Regions from separate parts of the Danio rerio genome. Here region 1 is linked to region 2. Evidence: chromatin contacts called from public Hi-C data. All regions are on one chromosome and are shown on one strand. Each heading gives the region's core, a stretch centred on a gene start, on an enhancer-like site or on the middle of the called end of the contact. The rest is flanking DNA. Distances are from core to core; before and after follow the strand shown. Region 1 overlaps LOC101886810 (pleckstrin homology domain-containing family G member 1). Region 2 has its middle 71 kb from the start of cc2d2a.

What was found. Hi-C and Micro-C count contacts between places; a contact is called where the count stands out from the background.
Region 1: a contact with region 2 is called in a Hi-C map of fibroblasts, with 7 times the contacts expected there. The contact joins two enhancer-like sites. A contact is called at or near these places in 12 of 18 Hi-C or Micro-C datasets (caudal fin, embryo, fibroblasts and 4 more) and 2 of 4 datasets of contacts at active chromatin or transcription factors (caudal fin and gastrula embryo).

Annotation. Positions count from the first base shown.
Region 1 is chr23:2,488,569-2,495,823 of GRCz12tu, forward strand. LOC101886810 (pleckstrin homology domain-containing family G member 1) reads left to right here. Exons shown (of 19, transcript XM_073939669.1): 10 at 2,797-2,892; 11 at 5,331-5,417; 12 at 5,667-5,700; 13 at 5,784-5,870; 14 at 6,308-6,346; 15 at 6,457-6,479. Among named protein-coding and RNA genes, the nearest start is that of tcp1, 20 kb to the right of the region's middle. Within about 2 kb of position 3,018, at least 20 of the 62 cell types and tissues checked have an H3K27ac peak or open chromatin away from gene starts, as enhancers often do.
Region 2 is chr23:2,365,989-2,372,993 of GRCz12tu, forward strand. No RefSeq gene overlaps it. Among named protein-coding and RNA genes, the nearest start is that of cc2d2a, 71 kb to the left of the region's middle. Within about 2 kb of position 2,348, at least 22 of the 62 cell types and tissues checked have an H3K27ac peak or open chromatin away from gene starts, as enhancers often do.

The sequences.
Region 1 (7,255 bases), core at 1,768-4,267, 120 kb after region 2:
TTTGGCAACCGTCAAACCTCATCAGGGAAACGGTTTGAATTTCCGTTTAGTAAAAAAAACATCAGTGTGCCATTTGGGACGACACTACATACATATACTATCCTGTTGAGTGTGTAAGTGCATAAGTACATAGTGCATGAGTGCATAGTGTACCATTTGGGACGCAGCTACTGTCACTTCCAGGGCTCAATCAAGCCTTATTAGAGCTTTCTGGGAACCAATGAAAAGGTTCATGTGGCCTGTCGAATACGTTGAACCATTGAATCTCAATCTGGAAACAATCAGCACTGCTGCACTTCTCATGTTTTCAGTCCACAAGATAACCTCAACCTTCAAAATATATCAAATGAGTTCAGCTCAAGACATACCTTCACACACCAGCGAGTGTCTCAAATATCCTCGATTGTGATCTGATGTGGAATCTGATAAGCATATGAGGCAGAAGGATCAATTTATATGCAATGCTAAAGGATACTTATGCTAGCAAGTGCCAGAATAAATACACAATTATGCTTTAGAAAACACCAAGAATACGATATGACCTCTTTTCAATTGGTATTATAGGTGTAGTTTACACAAAACTGTAAATCCTGTCATCGTTTACTCACTTGTCAGAAACCTCCATGAGTTCTTTCTTCTGTTGAATACAAAAGAAGATATTTTGAAAAATGCTGGAAACCTGTAACCATTGACTTTCATAGTATGTGTTTTTCCTACTATGCAACTCAAAGGTTTTAGGCTTCTAACATTTTTCAAAATATCTCCTTTTGTGCTCAACAGAAAAGGAAAACTTATAAAGGTTTGGAAGCACTTAAGGAAGAGCACTTTTTTCTGAAATATCTCTTAAACTATTTTAGATCCCCTTTACTCCAGTATCTAGCTTTAACATGAAGAGAAAGCATGAGCATGTAGTGAAACCGCTGGTTTGTGTACACTAAACACACTTATACATACTATGCACTTTTTAGACTGGTTTGTAGGCACCTGCACCTGCATTTTTCCTGCTTCACATGAATAAGTAAGGGAAAAACTTACCTTACTGTAAAACCCAACAGTCAACTTTATTAAATGAACCGAGTGTAGCTAACTCAATATTTACTGATTCTACTCATTTGAAAAGAGTTTTGACTTCAGTGTTGAAGGTAATGAGTTAATTACATTTAAAAAGTGATTAGTTATCTAAAGCAAGTAAAACAATTGCCTTAAAAGCTAACAAGTTGGCTTAACAAAAATAATGTAAATAAACTCATTGTAACTTAAAACTGTTAAGATGACTTTTTATTATATTTATTATATTTTTATTATTATGCAAATTTTTCTCACTTTTTAAAATAAAAGTAAACTAATCACTTTTTTCCAATACGCCTTTATTATATAATTATTAATCTAGCAAAATGACCTACAGTAAAATAAATCTGCTCTTCCAGACTCCAGTGTGTCTTAAATTTAATGCAGGCTATAATTGTTGATTTTTCTAGACTTAATGAAGCACTAAATATGGAATAATGTAATAATTAAAGTAATTATTTGAAAACAGTCGTGCTAAAGAGTCTGACACTTTAAAAAGGGATTAGCAGACTTTTAAAAAGTAAGTTCAATTTGCATAATTATAAAAATTAAGTCAATGTAACAGTTCCAAGTTACAACGGGTTTACTCGCATTGTTTTGTAAAGTCAACTTGTTGCTTTTAAGGCAATTGGTTTACTCACTTTAAGTAAGTAATTACTTCTTACAGTGTTAATACCTCATTACTTCAGCTTAAATTAAGTAAGGTCACAGTACTCATATAGATTAGTTTTTAACTCAAATGGTTGGTAGCAATCAGTTTCCTCTAACGATTTGAGTTGCCTTAACTTATTGGGTTTTACAGCACTCAGCTGGTTTGAGTTCTCTTCATTTATTGGGTTCTACTGTGCTCAAACTGCTTTGTTTACTCAAAACAATTAAGTTCACAGTACTCAGGATCAGTTTTTGAACTTAAATGGTTTGTTGCAATCAGTTTCCTTAAACGCTTTGAGTTGCCTTAACTTATTGGGTTTTACCAACGCAATCTCACGGCAATTCGTAACTTTTTGATTTAGTGGCTAATTCGTATTGTAATGAAGCTTACGGACCTTTGGCCGCCCGAAAGGAGGCGGAGAACTGACGAGGCTTAGAATATTTTTTAATAACAGGAACGACAGCTCCTCATGGAGACTGCCAACTAAACCAAATCAAACGGACGGCAGCTCCTCAAGGATACTGCCGTCAAACTTAAAACAAAAGTAAAACAATATGTCCGGGCCCAGTCCTCTCTCTGCCTCCTCCTCTTATAGTCCAGAGCTCCTTCCATGGGATTCGAGGCCAGTGCGCGCCACAGTTTCCGTTCCCACGGCTCTTGGCCCCGCCCACTCGCCACACGTATGAATTCGTACAATCTAATTCGTACAATTTAGTACGATTTGCTCATCACCCAATGACGGTTAGGGGTGGGATTGGGTGCGACTACTGAAACTGTTTACCACTATACTGAAAAAACGTAAAATACTTACGTTTCCTCGTGAGATCAGGCTGTACATTTAAAGAAGAGGCAATGTAAATGGGGTTTAAGCAAGTAATATGCACCCTTAAGAGGTAAAGAAGCTGATGTGAGGAGTACCTTTGAATACACTGTCCAAGTGACAGGCTAATGTACGCATACAAGAACATTTTTGCACAATTTTAATTTGACAGTGTACAAAGAAATGCATAAATTGATGTCCCAGTTCTAATGTATTCTAGCCTGTAATGTATTTCTCTTCCCATGTGTGTTTGCAGTGTTGTAACCTAATGTTGGTAGAAGTCATACCTAAAGAGCCTCTGAGCTTCAGCGTGTTTCACTACAAGAATCCCAAACTTCAACACACTGTGCAGGTAAGAGATCATACTCTCACACACAGAAACAGCATGTAACTGAAGATCAGTGGTGTTATACACACACAGTGGAATGTCCAGCCTGAGGCCAGGCTTCTGACAGACAGCCAATCGCCTTGAACTTTACCCCAGTAAAACCACACCCCTCTACCACAGGCTTCAGCATGCATGAACATACACACACATAAGTGTGAGTGTGAATGATGGTACGAGTCTCGCCTTAAGCCAGTGTTGGTACATCTGACCTGTGTGTTGGACCTCAGCCTAGTAGTCATAAATGTAAAGCAGTGTGTGTGCCGCACAAACCTCAACCAACCCAATGCCAGTAAATCACATTGTCTCCTGAAGATTGGATGGCTTACTGTTATCTCAGCAGCTGATACATGCCCGATCGCATGCTCTCCTACATTTCTGTTATCACTGAAGGGGATAAATGAACTGCATTAAAGTAATGATCAAAGCTAGCTTGAGTACTGAAGCTGTACTGTTGGTTTTAACGCTCTCTGAAATGACGTGCGTCACTGGTGAGTGGCGGTTCCAGTCCATCACATCTGTTTGTTACTTTCTGATTGTGCTGACGTTCACCCAGATGATGGACGTGTTTGTTTTGATTTTGATCATTGGTGTTGACGTTCTTTGAATGTGAGATGACGTGGACACAGCAGCTCTACTGAGGTGTGTCTGCAAATGAGCTTTAAAAGTGTAGGACTGAAGAATGTATTGCAGTCCAAATATTGGACTCTCTGATGACAAAACGATGCACTTGCAGGTTTCCAGATTGATGAGTGAGTGTATCTGTTTATTGAGCGTTAAATCTGCTCACCTAATGTTTACATTTTTTGTATTATTTGCTAGTTAATAAACACCTTATGTGGGTCTGCGTCTCATTTTGAAGACTGATTCTGTCTTCGGAAGTCACATTTTCGAGACAGTCCTCGCTGCAGCCCGGAGCTTGATGACGTAGTTGTCCAAGTCTGCTACGTAGTTGACGATCGCCTACACCTGCCCCCACCCTAAACCCAACCATCACAGTAGCATGGGCACTACCTTCGTGGGCGATACAAGGTCTATTACACTACACATCCCCCTAGCCTAAACCTAACCGTACAATAGCAGTTACCTTAGTGGGTGGTACAAGGTCCACTATGTAGTTGACGATCGCCTACACCTCCCCCCACCCTAAACCCAACTGTCACAGTAGCATGGGCACTACTTTCGTGGGCGATACAAGGTCCACTACGTAGTTGACAATTGCCTACACATCCCCCTAGCCTAAACCCAACCGTCACAGTAGCATGGGCGCTACCCTAGTGGGTGGTACAAGGTCCACTACTTAGTTGATAATTGCCTACACCTACCCCTAGCCTAAACCCAACCGTCACAGGTGTAGTTACCTTAGTGGGCGGTACAAGGTCCACTATGTAGTTGACGATCGCCTACACCTCCCCCCACCCTAAACCCAACTGTCACAGTAGCATGGGCACTACTTTCGTGGGCGATACAAGGTCCACTACGTAGTTGACAATTGCCTACACATCCCCCTAGCCTAAACCCAACCGTCACAGTAGCATGGGCGCTACCCTAGTGGGTGGTACAAGGTCCACTACTTAGTTGATAATTGCCTACACCTACCCCTAGCCTAAACCCAACCGTCACAGGTGTAGTTACCTTAGTGGGCGGTACAAGGTCCACTATGTAGTTGAAAATCACCTACACCTCCCTTTACCCTAAACCCAACTGTCACAGTAGCATGGGCGCTATGTCAGTGGGCAACAAAAAGGTCTGCTATATAGTTGACGATCGCCTACACCTCACTTTACCCTAATTCCAAGCATTACAATAGCATGGGCGCTACCTTAGTGGGCGGTACAAGGTCCGCTACATAGTTGACAATCGCCAACACCTCCCCCTACCCTAAACCCAACCGTCACAGTTGCATGGGCGCTACCCTAGTGGGCAGTATAAGGACAAGCACCTACACCCCCCCTAGCCTAAACCCAATCATCACAGTAATATGGGTGCTTCCTTAATGGGCGGTATAAGGTCCGCTATGTAGTTAACGATCGCCTACGTCATCAAGCTGCAGCGAGGACATCTTGCCGCATTCACATGCATTTTTAATGGTGTATTCACATACCTTTCAAGACTGAAATTAAATATGCTGTTGTCCACCAAGGCAAACCGGGGTGCTGAAATATTATTAGGTAATCTAGCAGTGTGCAGGTTATAGAGAACTAAATAAAGACAGATATTCAACACAGAACTCTGCTCAGAAACTGACTTTAGTATTGTTTTTCAGATAAACATGTTCACTTGCATGTTTCTTAAATAACTGCAAAGATATTATGGCATTGTTATGCTTTAGGATAGTCAAATAGGTACATGCAGCACCCTTAACTTGCAGATTGTGCTGATTTATATCTGTAATTCACTTTCAGGCGAAGTCTCAACAGGATAAGAAAATGTGGGTCCTGCATCTAAAACGGCTGATCCTTGAAAACCATCCAGCCAAAATACCGGCCAAGGTTAGACACGCACACATTGTCCTGACTCTGCTTCTGTACAATATACTCAATGGTCACGCAGCTGTGGCCAAATTGAGCTGTTCACATTAACTGTGTCATGATAAAGTAGTTCACATCTCAAAGAGAACGTAAGAACTTTGAAGGAGAAGCAGAAGTTTCTGTACTTACAGAAGTGGAGGCACGGCGCCACCCAGAGGCCATTAGGTTAAGATTTACACTCAAACTCAAGTGTTTTCTCTCTCCCCACAGGCTAAGCAGGCCATTCTAGAGATGGACACGGCAAGTAAGTAATCACAGCACTACATTTGATCCTTTATTTGGCTTTAAAATTGACAGGATTTCAAACAATATATGTTTTTTTTTTAGACCACCCAAGTTTTAATCACAACTCTGATGACAAGAGAGTGAACACTAAAGAGGGTCCCTCACCCCGCAGAGTACGCAGAAAGACAGGTGAGACCCACTGCATGTACAACAACCTAACACACATTCATTCATTCATCTTCGGCTTAGTCTATTTATTAATCTGGGGTCGCCACAGCGGAATGAACCGCCGACTTATTTAGCATATGTTTTACGCAGCGGATACCCTTCCAGCTGCAACCCATCTCTGGGAAACATTCATACACACTCACTCACACACAAACACTATGGACAATTTAGCCTACCCAATTCACCTCTACCAAATGTCTTTGGACTTAAAACCCGAACACCCGGAGGAAACCCACACGGGGAAAACATGCAAACTCCACACAGAAACGCCAATTGACCCAGCTGGGGCTCGAACCAGCGACCTTCTTGCAGTGAGGCGAACATGCTAACAAACAAATAAACAAAGATCATATTTTACTGATCATCATTCTTCTTTCTCTCTGTCTCCTTATCTATAGAGCCATTATCTAAGTTACTGAAGAACTCCAAACACATCAGTAAGTAGCATGTGTTTGAAAAAAGATAGATGAGTTTGTGCTTCAAATATTGAAATAATGTTAATAAGTTAATTTTATATTTCTCTCTCTCTCTCTCTCTCTCGTTGTAGTATCCAGCCCAGATATACAGAAGGTAAAGGATACAACAATTACTAATTCATTATACCAAAGTTTCTCAATCCTGGTCCTTGCGCCGTGCATTTCGCATGTTTCTGTTTACATCAGACGTTTGTTCTAATTCAATAGCAAGTGCCCTACATAGTGGACTCCACAGGAAACTCGTCAGTTGGAAGGCAGCACGTTTCAGTCAAACAACAGTTTAGTGTGTAATACAGGCCCGGAGCCAGGGGGGGGGTTCGGGTGGTTCAGAAGACCCATCCCTCACTGACAAAGATCCAGAATTTGTCTCATTCATGAGCTCATTTGTCTTATTTTGACTGATATGCCATCATGGTGGAAAAAAAACCTGAAAAAGGCTTTCAGTCCAAGCAGAATCCTCGGTTGGCTGTTGCTTCAGTGTGACTTCAAATCAGTTTTGGCCAATGCTAACAAATATTTTTCATGAGTCCAACATCCAGCTGAGCAAGAAAACACAATCTGACGTAAAAGAAGTCATTTTTCGCTACTGTATTGTTGAGAATACATTTGTATGACCAATAAAAAATGACCAATAAAAAGGTGTGAAGCACCAAAAGCGGCCCATAATAAAATAGATTTAAATATTATCTTGGCTAAAATAGGCATAAATATATAGTCATAAAAAAATCATGAAATAGAAAATGAGGCGAATAACTGCAACAAAAAAGAACCACCCCATTCACCAGGCTGACTACGGGCATGTAATAAGTGAATTTATATTGTATTTATTCACTGGGGGTATATTAGGTCACCTTTCACACTTCTCTAGTA
Region 2 (7,005 bases), core at 1,098-3,597:
GCTAAGACCAGGCTGGAAATGGCCAAACCCCCTCTAAAACCAGCCTGGTCAACCAGCTAAAACCAGCCTAGGCTGGTTTAAGCTGGATTTTTCAGCAGGGTTTATAGTGGGTTAGGAATGGCCTGATTGGTGGATCATACATGCTAATCCAGAACCAGCCGTGTTCAATCATACTCACATGATCCTCTCGAAAATTTGATTCAACTAAAAAATGAAGGCAGTAATCTTTTTTTTACTGTGTAGTTTAAAATATTTTAATGTATAAGCAATAGAATGTTTGAATTTTGACCATTGGACGCTGGTGACATTAACACAATGCTGCCACACAACTGTGTTTAAACCCTTCATAAAAGTGATTTTTCCATCATAGGTCCCCTTTAAATCTCCAGTTTAGGACACGGTGTTAGCATTAAGGACATACTGTTCCCTGGCACCTGATCAAACTCAGAGTTATGAAAATGAAATAACCCTGTTGCTGTCATTAATCTTCTATAAGAACCACAGAGCTTCTCTCTTTCATGTCTGTTTGGACACAAATAAGTATTGTTGATGGTGGCGATGCTGTTTCACTCAGGAATGTACGAATGCAGCGCAGGCATTATCTAGACATGTCAGTGAGACGAGAAAGACAGCTGGCACAAACAGCCCACGGAGGACATTTTCAACAGGAGATGATGCTCTAGGATAGTTTTTAACAGAAGATGGTGCAATAGGCTAGTTTTTAAATGCAGATGGTGCTCTAGGATAGTTTTGAACTGCAGATGTGGTGCTCTATGCTACTTTTTAACTGCAGACGGCACACTAGGCTAGTATTTAACTGCAGATGGTGCTATGCTAGTTTTTACCATCAGATTTTAGCAGCAGAAGTTGGTCTAGGCTAGTTTTTAACTGCAGATGGTACTCTATGCTAATTTTTAACAGCAGACGGCACTCTATGCTAGTTTTTAACATCAGATTTCAGCAGCAGACGTTGGTCTATGCTAGTTTTTAACAGCAGACGGCACTCTATGCTAGTTTTTACCATCAGATTTTAGCAGCAGAAGTTGGTCTAGGCTAGTTTTTAACTGCAGATGGTACTCTATGCTAATTTTTAACAGCAGACGGCACTCTATGCTAGTTTTTAACATCATATTTTAGCAGCAGACATCGGTCTAGGCTAGTTTTTTTAAAGCAGGTGATGCTGTGGGCTAGTTTTTAACAGCAGATGGTGATCTAGACTAGTTTTTAATGGCAGACGGTGCTCTAGGCAGCTTTTTAACCATCTATTCAAAAGCTCACTAGGTAGAGCACTTGTGCATTTGACTGCGTCATGAAAGTCAGCTTTCACATCACGAGATTAATGTAAACACAGCAGTTAACAATTCTCTGCTAAAAAATCCAGCTTAAACCAGCCTAGGCTGGTTGGCTGGTTTTAGCTGGTCGACTAGGCTGGTTTTAGAGGGGGTTTGGCCACTTCCAGGCTGGTTTCCAGCCATTTCCAGCTTGGTCTTAGCTGATTAGGCTGGAAAATGACCAGCTAAATCCAGCTAAAACCAGCTTGACCGGCCTGGTTTAAGCTGGACATAGCTGGTTTTGGCTGGGCTCCCAGCCTGCTAGGCTGGTCAAGCTGGTTTTAGCTGGTCATCTCCCAGCCTGACCAGCTAAAACCAGGCTGGAAATGGTTGGAAACCAGCCTGGAAGTGGCAAAAACCCCTCTAAAACCAGCCTGGTTGACCAGCTAAAACCAGCCAACCAGCCTAGGCTGGTTTAAGCTGGATTTTTCAGCAGGGAATTTGATTCCAAGTATTAATTTGCTTGACATTTCACACTGTAAAATTCAAGCCGTTTTTATTATGCTTGTCTTGTTTACTGTCGGTTGCTAGGTTACCACTTCACTTCTAAAATTAAACAGTGTGTAAAAGGTGTTTGTCTACGTCATCTTGATGTACCATGCTGTTGCTATAGTGATCTTAATGGTTACCAGACTGTTGGCCTATTGGTTTATTGTGTTTGTACTCAGAAGTGTGAAATTCAGAGTTCCCAGTAGATCTTTTAAAGGTACTGTAAAGTGCTTAGAACAGTGCTTTTTTATTCAATGTTTGACACAATCTCAACTAAAATAAATATCTATATCTATAATCTATAGAGTCCATCATCAAATTTCTAGAATATTCTGGTATCTAAAGATTATTTGATTCTCTCTTTTATCAATAAAGTGCACATATGAAGTTTCATTTAGAAAAATTACTTACAGTAAAACCATCTATGCATCAAAACTACCCAACGAAAGAGGCATCTTTAGGTTTCTCAAAAATGAGTTTGATGAGCAGTTCCACCGAGAGCCAAACGGAGGCAGCAGTGAGCTAGAGTTACAAACGGCAGATCTTTATATTAATTCATTTGAATGCTGCTTCTGTGTTTGCATGAATGTGTGTGAATGTCATTCCACTAGACGGCTGTGTGCATATGTGTGTGTGTGTGTGTGTGAGGTTGTAGATTATCCTGCCGAAGGCGTCATTGAGATGTTGCGGTCATGCGTGAAGTCAGATGGTGAAAGCCGGCATTGTGTGAGTGGAGGCTGAAACTCTGACTCTAAATCTGGGCTTGAGAAGGAACAAACTCACTCTGAAGAGAGCATGTCTCTCTGCTGAGCGCGGTGTTCAGGTCACGCTGATGAGCGGACTCTACACCACAGCAAACCGTGACCGGACGCATGAAGGAAACAGAATGGTGCTTTGGCTGTGCTGAGGTTGGAAAGTCCCCCGGATAATGGACAGCAGCATTAAATACAGCCATGATCAGATCACATCTGCCCTATAACTGAACCTCACGCTGAGCCCAGCCAAGCAAACTACTTTGTTGACACTGGTGTTTCCTCAGTGGATGTGTTTGGTTTGTTTAGTTGTAACTTTCATTCATTCATTCATTTTCTTGTCGGCTTAGTCCCTTTATTAATCCGGGGACGCCACAGCGGAATGAACCGCCAACTTATCCGGCACATTTTTGCGCAGCGGATGCCCTTCCAGCCGCAACCCATCCCTGGGAAACATTAGGCTATTATTTGTGCATAAACACACCGTTTGTTTGAAAACAAAATTTTTTTGTCATCTTTACTGCAAACTTAAATGAGCGATTATATCCTTAAATGTGGAGGGGGGCCTTACAAAAGTGGGTCTCAGGCAAAAAAAAAAAAAGGTTGGGAACCACTGATGTGATTTAAAGCTTTAAATAATCGAGCTCCTGTTTATCTAACCAACCTTCTGTCTCGCTACAATCCAGCTCGCTCTTTAAGATCTCAAAACTCAGGGCTTCTAGTAGTACCTAGAATAGCAAAGTCTACTAAAGGAGGTCGAGCCTTAATGTTTATGGCTCCTAAACTACGGAATAGCCTTCCTGATAATGTCCGAGGCTCAGACACAATCTCCCAATTCAAAACTAGATTAAATACCTGTCTGTTTAGTAAAGCATACACTCAGTGCATCATTTAGCGGGTTCCACACAGATTTCTGCATCTGGTTTATATACACTATGAACAGCAGCTACGCTAATTATTCTCTTTATTCCCAAATTCCACCTGGGGATACTCATCTCGAAGTCCACAGGCTATGCAGAGTCACTGATTGATCCAAGACCAGAGACGAGATGATCCCATGGATTCCATTATCCTGGACCAGGCTGTATCCTGAGCAGCTGCTGTGGTGGTCATGGGGGACTGGAGAGCATGAGACTGATTCCTGTGATGCTCCAGGGACAGACGAGTCTTCGCTGAGGCCCAGCTTCCAGCCTCCACCGCTGAGACTACAGCTCTGCACAAGACATTTGGCCAGCGGAGAAATTATAAAAGTCATGCCCAACTTAATTATGCTGGTTGGCTGGTTTTAGCTGGTCGACCAGGCTGGTTTTAGAGAGGTTTTGGCCACTTCCAGGCTTGTTTCCAGCCATTTCCAGCCTGCTCTTAGCTGGTCAGGCTGGGAGATGACCAGCTAAAACCAGCTTGACCAGCCTAGCCAAGCTGGGAGTCCAGCCAAAACCAGCTATGTCCAGCTTAAACCAGGCTGGTCAAGCTGGTTTTAGCTGGATTTGGCTGGTCATTTTCCAGCCTGACCAGCTAAGACCAGGTTGGAAATGGCTGGAAACCAGCCTGGAAATGGCCAAACCCCCTCTAAAACCAGATCATTACCCAACTGAGTTCTCTCAAGGTTTTTTCTTTACTTTTGCCAATTGGTGAAGTTTTTTTTCCCTCTCCGCTGTCACCACTAGCTTACATGGTTGGGATCTGTAGACCTGCGCATTGATGGATTGCTCTCCAGTGTCTAGACCCTCAGTAGTGATTATTAATCCACACTGAACTGAGCTGAACTGAATTCAGGCTGCTTTCACACCTGTGAATCGATTCAGTTTTTCCAAAACAGAGATTACAAATGTTACATTGTTGCTCTTGGAGCGGTTCACTTCCACACTGCAAAGTTTCTAATCACCAAAGGAGCTAAAACAAGTCACGTGTGGGTAAACTCTCCTCACATTGGTCAGAGTGTCAGGGTTTATTTTGCAGAGTCCCGCTCAGCTGTCAGGAGAGGTGGTGGTTTGGTGGTGTTTGACAAGGTGCGCACGACGTGTCTGAAGAGTGAGGAGAGATGCGGTGGGGAGGGGTGAGAAGAGTGCGCGACTTAGCCTATTTGAGGAGCGGGAGGGAGACGCGAGATTACCGGGAGATTATCACTCGTTTGCGGGCATCCGGAGACTCGCGAAACTTCCCGCCCTACTCGTAATTCTCTCTTCATAGAGCCGTAAGCCTATTACATATCCATAAAACACTGTGATATAACCGCGCTCAAATCGTATCGCTTTCTCACTGCAATCAATCTGCTCCAGAGTTCGTTTAAATCGAGCCGAGACCACCTCATTCAAGCGATCTCAGAGCGATTGATTTGGCGCGGATCCGAGAGCGATTGGTGGTTTCACATATGCCAAACGAACCGCGCTAACTGGGCAAACGAGACAGGTTCTGAAGCAAAAGTGTAGGTGTGAAAGCACACCTAAACACTAAAAATCTGAACTACTCTTCCAATTTACCATGACCTTTTATGTGAAGCTGCTTTGACACAATCTACTTTGTAAAAGCGCTATACAAATAAAGCTGAATTGAATTGATGTACAGTACATGAATCAATCAAAAAGCAAGCTAATTATTATGCATAAGCGGAACTGATTATTTTTACATCAGCTTCTGTCCACTTTTGAATCCAATCCACAGTCTTCATGTAGGCCCTTTTTTGTGTATATTAGTGAGCAATGTGTTACCCGATGCCTGACTGTTTTCCCATTGTGTTCTTTCATATGTAACCTACAATGATTCAGATAGAATGTGCGAGGTGCATTCATTCACTCGATACTCTGATGCCGAGAGATACTGTGTGTGTGAACCCACAAAGAGCTCTATTTAATGTGTGAATGAGGGCTGATTGCACCTGAGTCAGTTTCCTACTGACCAACAGACTCGTAATTGTTTGATTTTTTTCTCTCTGCATTCTTTGACCGTGGTCTTGATTACCATCGCGCGCATTTCCCGGGGCTCGTGTTTTGAGATTCGTTCATTCTCCTGTTTCCTTCATCTGTTGCAAATGTTTCGCCTGAGTGACACCATTAAGACGGCATGTGGGAACTTGGACATTTCTGCTACCATAGAGAGAAACATACTTGAACTCAAGCATCAGTTCAGCTCAAAAGTCTAATATATGGGCGACGCAGTGGCGCAGTAGGTAGTGCTGTCGCCTCACAGCAAGAAGGTCACTGGTTCGAGCCTTGGCTGGCTCAGTTAGCGTTTCTTTGTGGAGTTTGCATGTTCTCCCTGCGTTCGTGCGGGTTTCCTCCACAGTCCAAAGACATGCGGTACAGGTGAATTGGGTAGGCTAAATTGTCTGTAGTGAATGAGTGTGATTGGGTGTGTGTGGATGTTTCCCAGGGATGGGTTGCAGCTGGAAGCTGCGTAGAAAAGTGCTGGATAAGTTGGCGGGTCATTCCGCTGTGGCGAACCCAGATTAATAAAGGTACAAGGCCGTAAAGAAAACGAAGGAGTCTAATATATCTAATGATTTGACATTGAGAGTATGGGTTAGGGTTAGAGTTAAAAACTAACCAACACCACTGACCTCTCATGCATACATTTTAGTACAATGTGCTCACTTCCCAATGAGGAGTAAGGTTAGGAGGCCACATGCTTTAAAACATTTTACATTTTTATACAAATGAGGTCATTTTCAGGGCAGCCCAGTGGCTCTGGTTGCTGGTTCGAGCCCCAGTTGGGTCAGTTGGCATTTCTGTGTGGAGTTTGCATGTTCTCCCTGTGTTGGCTTGGGTTTCCGGGTGCTCCAGTTTCCTCCACTGTCCAAACACATGCGCTATAGGAGAATTGAATAAACTAAATTGGCTGTAGTCAACAACAACCATTATATACACATACAGGGCTTTACATTAACACCTGCCAACCCGCCAAATGCGGGTAGATTTTAGCCATTTTGGCTGGTTGAAAACTATTTTTAAATGGTATTTTTCTTAAAAGCCGGGTTCGACAACAAGGATGGCCCAATATTCGTGCAAATGCAATCTTTGAATCTCGAAGCAGCATGACTGACGAATATAATTTTGTTCGTGTGGGCGAAAGTAAGCCGGTTGAATACCGAATAAGAGGATAAACTCTTTCACCAGCAGCTGATGTGATGCGCGCGACTGTTTAAAACACGTGCGCGCTCCCGTTTCCTTGCTTAAAACTACCGTGCCTGGAAAAGCAACTGTTGTGATCGGTTCCCTTTCAAATAGACTGGACTAAAAGTTATATTCATGCACACACAATTCTGCTGCTTTCAAGATAGCGATTGCTTTTTTGTAAGCAGCACCGGTTGCTTTCACTTTAACCATTCTTTAAACAGGATTTAGATATTAATTTCCCATTTATGTGTAGTTAACTGGGGTCAACTGTTTTTTTTTTATTTTAAAGAAATGTTTTGTTATTAAAAAGTATAATATACA